Linked DNA regions of Sus scrofa: region 2 is linked to region 1. A link is a contact called in public HiChIP or PLAC-seq data. All regions are on one chromosome and are shown on one strand. Each heading gives the region's core, a stretch centred on a gene start, on an enhancer-like site or on the middle of the called end of the contact. The rest is flanking DNA. Distances are from core to core; before and after follow the strand shown.

What was found. HiChIP or PLAC-seq counts read pairs in DNA pulled down with a chosen protein or histone mark.
Region 2: a contact with region 1 is called in an H3K27ac HiChIP or PLAC-seq map of alveolar macrophages. The contact joins the promoter of LOC110257311 here to the promoter of NDUFAF2 in region 1. A contact is called at or near these places in 1 of 5 promoter capture datasets (liver), 4 of 47 Hi-C or Micro-C datasets (embryonic fibroblasts, fetal skeletal muscle, heart right ventricle and 1 more) and 1 of 2 datasets of contacts at active chromatin or transcription factors (alveolar macrophages).

What each region holds. Positions count from the first base shown.
Region 1 is chr16:39,769,020-39,771,820 of Sscrofa11.1, forward strand. NDUFAF2 (mimitin, mitochondrial) reads left to right here and starts at 1,379. Exons shown (of 4, transcript XM_021077006.1): 1 at 1,379-1,601. The coding sequence starts at 1,475. ERCC8 (DNA excision repair protein ERCC-8) reads right to left here and starts at 1,311. Exons shown (of 12, transcript XM_003133989.6): 1 at 1,155-1,311. The coding sequence starts at 1,231.
Region 2 is chr16:40,104,760-40,107,560 of Sscrofa11.1, forward strand. It overlaps LOC110257311, which reads left to right and starts at 1,427. Exons shown (of 1, transcript XM_021076974.1): 1 at 1,427-2,801. The coding sequence starts at 1,864. The coding sequence ends at 2,580. It overlaps ZSWIM6 (zinc finger SWIM domain-containing protein 6), which reads left to right and starts at 740. Exons shown (of 14, transcript XM_021076973.1): 1 at 740-1,420. The coding sequence starts at 766.

The sequences.
Region 1 (2,801 bases), core at 129-2,628:
ACTGTCTACTCCACTCTCCAAGTGAAATCTTCACAAGTTCCTTGACAGCAATATGGGAAAAATCAGTATGAGCAAAATTAAAGTAAAACTTGCTCCCTCTTTGGGAAAAGATAACACCATGATTCACCCTGCCACACAAGGCACATAGCTGGGAATCATTGCTGATTCCTCCCTTTTCATCATTTTCCTATATCCAATTAATTTCCATGGTGACTGCATTTCTTATTTTTCAAGTATCTTCATCCTCTTTGTTCCAACTGCCAAGTCCCTGGCTCAACTCTCTCCTTGCAAGTTACCTAACTTAGCTCCCAGTCTTGCTCTGAACTTCAATTCATTCTCCAAGCAGATGACAAAATGCAATACTTGTCACTTTATTCTCATCTTCATACCTCTCAACCAAGCACACAAGTCTCTTCCTCATCTTGCCTCTGCCTACTTCTCCAGCTTCATCTTTTGTCAGTGGCCCTCTCTCTGCTGAATCCTCTGCTGTAGTTACGTTAAACTTTGTTCATTTCTGGCCCGTGCTCTGCCTTTAACATATTGCTTAGCACACAGAAGGATCTCACTAAATACATCGACAGAATGAAAGACGGAATTCTTGGAGGAGAGTTACTCCTTGGGAGGTGAGGAAGGAAGGAGGGAGAAGGAATAAAGTAAAACAAAAATATCCTCGGGAGTTCCCTGGTGGCCCAGTCGGTTAAGGATTCAGCCTTGTCACTGCTGTGGCTCTGGTTACAACTGTGGCTAGGGTTGGATCCCTGGCCCTAGAACTTCCCTATGTCCCAGGCCGGGCCAAAAACCAAAACAAACCAAAACATAAAAAACCCGCAAATTTAAAGAATGTGTGTGTGCCTGTATAATTGAGTTACTTTTCTATACAGCAGAAATTGGCACAACACTCAATCATAAAATAGCGAATTAAAAAAACCACAAAAATATCCTCATTAGGTTTATAGCGCCTTCACCCGATTTCACGATGGTACCCACCTGACTACAGGTATACAACAGATATTTTATTTTTTCAAGACACAGGAGTAAAGTCGAGCGTGGTGGGAGTAAAAGGATAATGAGGAGGGAAAGTATGAGCAAGGCTAACATAGCCATTGGTTCAGATTTTAACTGGCGTACTAGAAAAAAACTAAGGTTTTCTTTACCTCCGTGTGGACTCCGCTCTCCGTAGGCGAAGAGGGTCCTCCAAACCCGCTTGTCGCGCCGACAAAAACCCTAGCATCCCTTCCTTTTACCCCAGGTGGAGAGCTGGACGCCGCCATGACAGAACTCGGAGGCAGCGGGTGTAGCAGCGGAGTCTCACATTGGTTAAGCATGATGCGATCCCACCAATGGTGAGTGCCGTTACTAGAGGGTGGATTGCTCTCAGCCGGTGGGCGGGGTCGGCGGCGGGGGCGTTCTCCCCTTGGTAGCCTGGATCCCGGCAGGTCTTACCGCTACTGGCGCTGGAAGGTGATCCGGAAACATGGGCTGGCCTCAGGGTTTGTTCCGCGTCTTGTGGCGAGCACTGTCGAAGGAAGTGAAGGAGCAAGTGGGCACAGACCGGTTCGGGAACAAATACTACTATATCCCGGAGCACAAGAACTGGAGAGGTGAGATGTGGGCAGGGGCGCAGGTTGCGCGGTCACGAAGTGAGAGGAAAGGGGGAGCGTCTAGTTAACTAAAGCGACGTGCGGCACTTGTGATAATCACCAGAGTGCACAACCCGAGTTGGTTATCTCGCCGCCCCCTCCACTCTGGCCGCTGGCTTTGCGTCCGCTCTGGGTGAGCGGCCCCATGTGTGACCGAGGTACCTCAGCTGCAGCGCCGGGGTCCGCAGCCTGCCGCGGCTGGCGCTAGCACCGCACTCACCCTTCGCCCAGCACCTACAGTCTTGCAGGTGGAGGGCGCCCCAGTGTGGGTGTTTACCATGGGGCGACGTAGACGGGGACTAGTCCACTGAGGCCTTTTACCAAAGGTGCTTGAAGTGGCGGGGAAGTGCCTTTCCTCCTCCGTGCCGGCTTTGGGAGCAGGCCGGCGTGAAGTAATTTAAGAGGTGTATTTTCAGCGCCTCCGCTCTCATCTTTCTTAGCGTTAATCTTTTTTTCCCCGTGACTTTGGCATTGGCCCCATGCGTCACCTTCCTTATGGCCAAAACTGTTTGAAGTAGGTCCATGTACAGTGACAGTATGGAAGAAGATACCCGCAAGGCTCCAGGTTACCTTTACTGCGAGGTTGCCCTCCAGAAACTTGTTGAGCTCACTTTAAGATACATGGTTCTAACCGTACTTCTGTGTAGGAATGTGCAAAGTCTTGGTGTTTGGGGAGGTAGGGACCTTCCTGTCCATTGAAATCACACCACGTGGCAGCCGTCATAAGCTGTATTGTTCAAACATCACGATTTCAGAAGATCTCAAGCTTTGGGTTTAGAAACGTTTGGGTAAGAATCTCGACTTTGATACCTAATAGCTGAGGGATCATGGACAAAATATTTATCCTCCCCAAGTCTTAGTATCTTCACCTCAAAGTTAGAGATGATAATAATAGCAACAATATTGAGAAGCACTAAGACCTTTCAAAATTGTGTTCTGTTCATTTCCTTTAACGCCTGACAGAGGATTTCTCCTTCATTCCTAGTGGAGCCACAGGTAAAGTGTGTTGCTGGATTTATAACTCAAACTTGTTTTGCCTAGCCCTTTTCTGTAACTTAATATTTTAGACTTGTTTCTCTAATGAACATGTAGATTCTAATAGAGCAGTAAATAACCTAGCTTGGTGGTGAAGTATTTCTTGACAGATTGCAAGCAGGGTGA
Region 2 (2,801 bases), core at 177-2,676, 340 kb after region 1:
GCGCCGCAGCCTGGGCTGGGGGTGGGGGGAGTTCCTCCGGTCTGACTGGAGGGGAAGCGGGCGGCCGGGCAGCTTCAGCCGCACCTCCTCCGCCTTCCTCTCCACCCCGGTCCCCGGGGTTCCACGCCGCATTTCTTTGTTTTGAAAGCGCCTCCTCCGCCCAGAGGCTTTTCCCCCGGCGGGCAGGCTCTGATGGGGGGGTGGGGCATCGACCCGCCGGCCCCGCCCTCCATTTAGCTCGGACACCTCCTCCTTACTCACCTCCTATCTCCCCTTCCCTCCCCGCTGCGACCCACGAGGCGCGTCCTCACTTGCAGGACATCAAAGGATGGCAGGGAATTGGAGGGGTAAGTTGAGTAGGCTAGGGGCGCAAAGACCCACCCACCTTAGGCCAGGCCTGGCGGCCCGCCCCCTCCCGCGGGAACCCTGCCAGAGCCCCGCCCCTCCGCGTCACAGCAGCCTGACATTCTCACAACCCCACCGGCACCCAACCCCACCGCCCCCGCTACCCTGGTGTCCGCGGAGTGCTCTATTTATGTTTCAGCCCAGCGATTTGCATAGGGCCCGCCCCTGGCCCTAGGTCCCCCTATCGGTGCCCCGCCTCAGCCAGGACGTCATGGAGAAGGCCTCGCCTCTTGTGCCCATACAAGGAGCGGCGGGCCCTAGATGGCAGCGTGGCGTCGCGGCGGCGTGTGCGTGTCGCGCTTCCTTGTGCCGTTTATAGGGTCTCGGCACTTCCGCTGTCGGGTTAGAAGCGGCGCGGTCATGGCGGAGCGCGGACAGCAGCCTCCTCCCGCGAAACGGCTCTGCTGCCGGCCGGGCGGCGGCGGCGGCGGCGGCAGCGGCGGCGGGGCCAGCAGCGGCGGCGGAGGAGCGGGTGGCGGTTACAGCTCTGCCTGTCGGCCGGGCCCGCGGGCGGGCGGTGCGGCGGCAGCGGTGTGCGGGGGCGGCGCAGCGTTGGGGCTGCTGCCACCGGGCAAGACCCAGAGCCCCGAGTCGCTGCTGGACATCGCTGCGCGCAAGGTGGCTGAGAAGTGGCCGTTCCAGCGCGTGGAGGAGCGCTTTGAGCGCATCCCGGAGCCGGTGCAGCGCCGCATCGTCTACTGGTCCTTCCCCCGCAGCGAGCGGGAGATCTGCATGTACTCGTCCTTCAACACCGGCGGCGGCGCCGCGGGCGGCCCCGGCGACGACAGCGGCGGCCCCGGCGGCGGCGCGGGCGGCGCGGGCGGCGGCGGCTCCTCGTCCTCGCCGGCCGCCACCTCGGCCGCCGCCGCCGCCGCCGCTGCCGCCGCCGCCGGGGCCGGGGCCCCGTCGGTGGGGGCCGCCGGGTCGGCGGACGGCGGCGATGAGACACGGCTGCCCTTCCGCCGGGGCATCGCGCTGCTGGAAAGCGGCTGCGTCGACAACGTCCTGCAAGTCGGTGAGTCACGGGGCAGTCTGGGGGCCGTCTGTCCGTCGGTCAGTCCCTCAGGGGGGCGCCCGCCCCCTCCCCTCTGGGCAGCCCCTCAGCGCAGCGCGCGCCCGCACCCCGCCCGGTGCCCTCACCGGCCCGGACAGTCCTCCTGAGTGGAGCGCCCATTTCCTCCCCGCCCCTCCCCGCCCCCTGTCTCCCCGGACGGGCCAGCGCGAGTGGGAAATGAATCAGCAGGACGCGCCCCGCCGCGGGGTCGGCGGGGTGGGTGTCGGGTGCTCCCGGTCCCCTCCATTCCTCCCCCTCCTCCCCCGGAGCACGTCCTGGAGCCCTGCTCGCCTGTTTTGGGGGGTGAATGTGGACAAAGGCACCGGCGGACGGCCGGGCTCCGGCGGAGGGTGTGTGTGGCGGGGCCGTGCGGGGCGGGGGAGGGGGCGCGGGCCGCACAGACAATGCCGGCCGGTGCCGAGCGGGCGGCCGGGCCGAGCTCTATGCTCTCTCTCCTCTCTTTCCTTGTCTGTGGCTCGCTGAGCGTCTTTCTTTCTCCTCTCCCCCTCCCTCCCCGCCCCCTCGATTTGAGGGGAGGAAAATACATTTTAATGCCACTCGGCGGCCGCTCCTCTCAGGGCTTCGACGGGCTGGCGGCCGTGGCGCTCCAGGGGTCGCTGCGGCGTCTGGGCTGGCCCGGACGAGCTCCGCCGGTCGCCCCGGGATTTAAATGTCCTTCGCTCCGCGCCTTGCCCTGTGGGAGCTGCGCGGGCGGCGGGCTGGACGCCTCTCCTGAGGGATCTCTCCCGCCGAAGACGCCCCCCGAATTAAAGGGCGCGAGCCGGGCCGGGAGCGGCTGGCTCTTCCCCTTTCCGAGGCATGCCCGGGTTTCCTCCCGCCAGAGTTCTCTTTGCGCGAGGGGCCGGGGGTCGCGCTCCGTGCGAGCCGCGGGGAGCAGTGACGGCCCGGGGCTCGCGGCCGGCGGCTGCAGGAGCGCGAGGCGGAGGGGCTCCGAGGCTGCTCCCGCGTCCCGCCCGGAGCGACCGCCTGGCAGCCGGGCACGACCTCGCACTTTGTTCTCATTTTCAGGTTTATTTGTGTTCCTTTCAGTTTTCTGTCACCTCCGAAAAGGGGAAACCAAACAAAAGAGTCTCTATTTCTTTTCAGGGCTTGTAAAGTAGAAGATATTTGACAAAGGCGAGAGAAGGACTTGTGATTTAAAGCTGCACAGCCCTCCTTTCTCTGACAGACCATGAGAGTTTTCTCAAATACCGAGTTTTAAGAGCTTTCTCTGTTCTCCCCCCTCCCCCCACCTTCCAGTGTGTTTTTCTGGTCAATTTTTTTTTTTTTTTAAAGCTATAGTCATGGGTGTTTGAGCTGGACTGAAAAGAACAATGCTGTA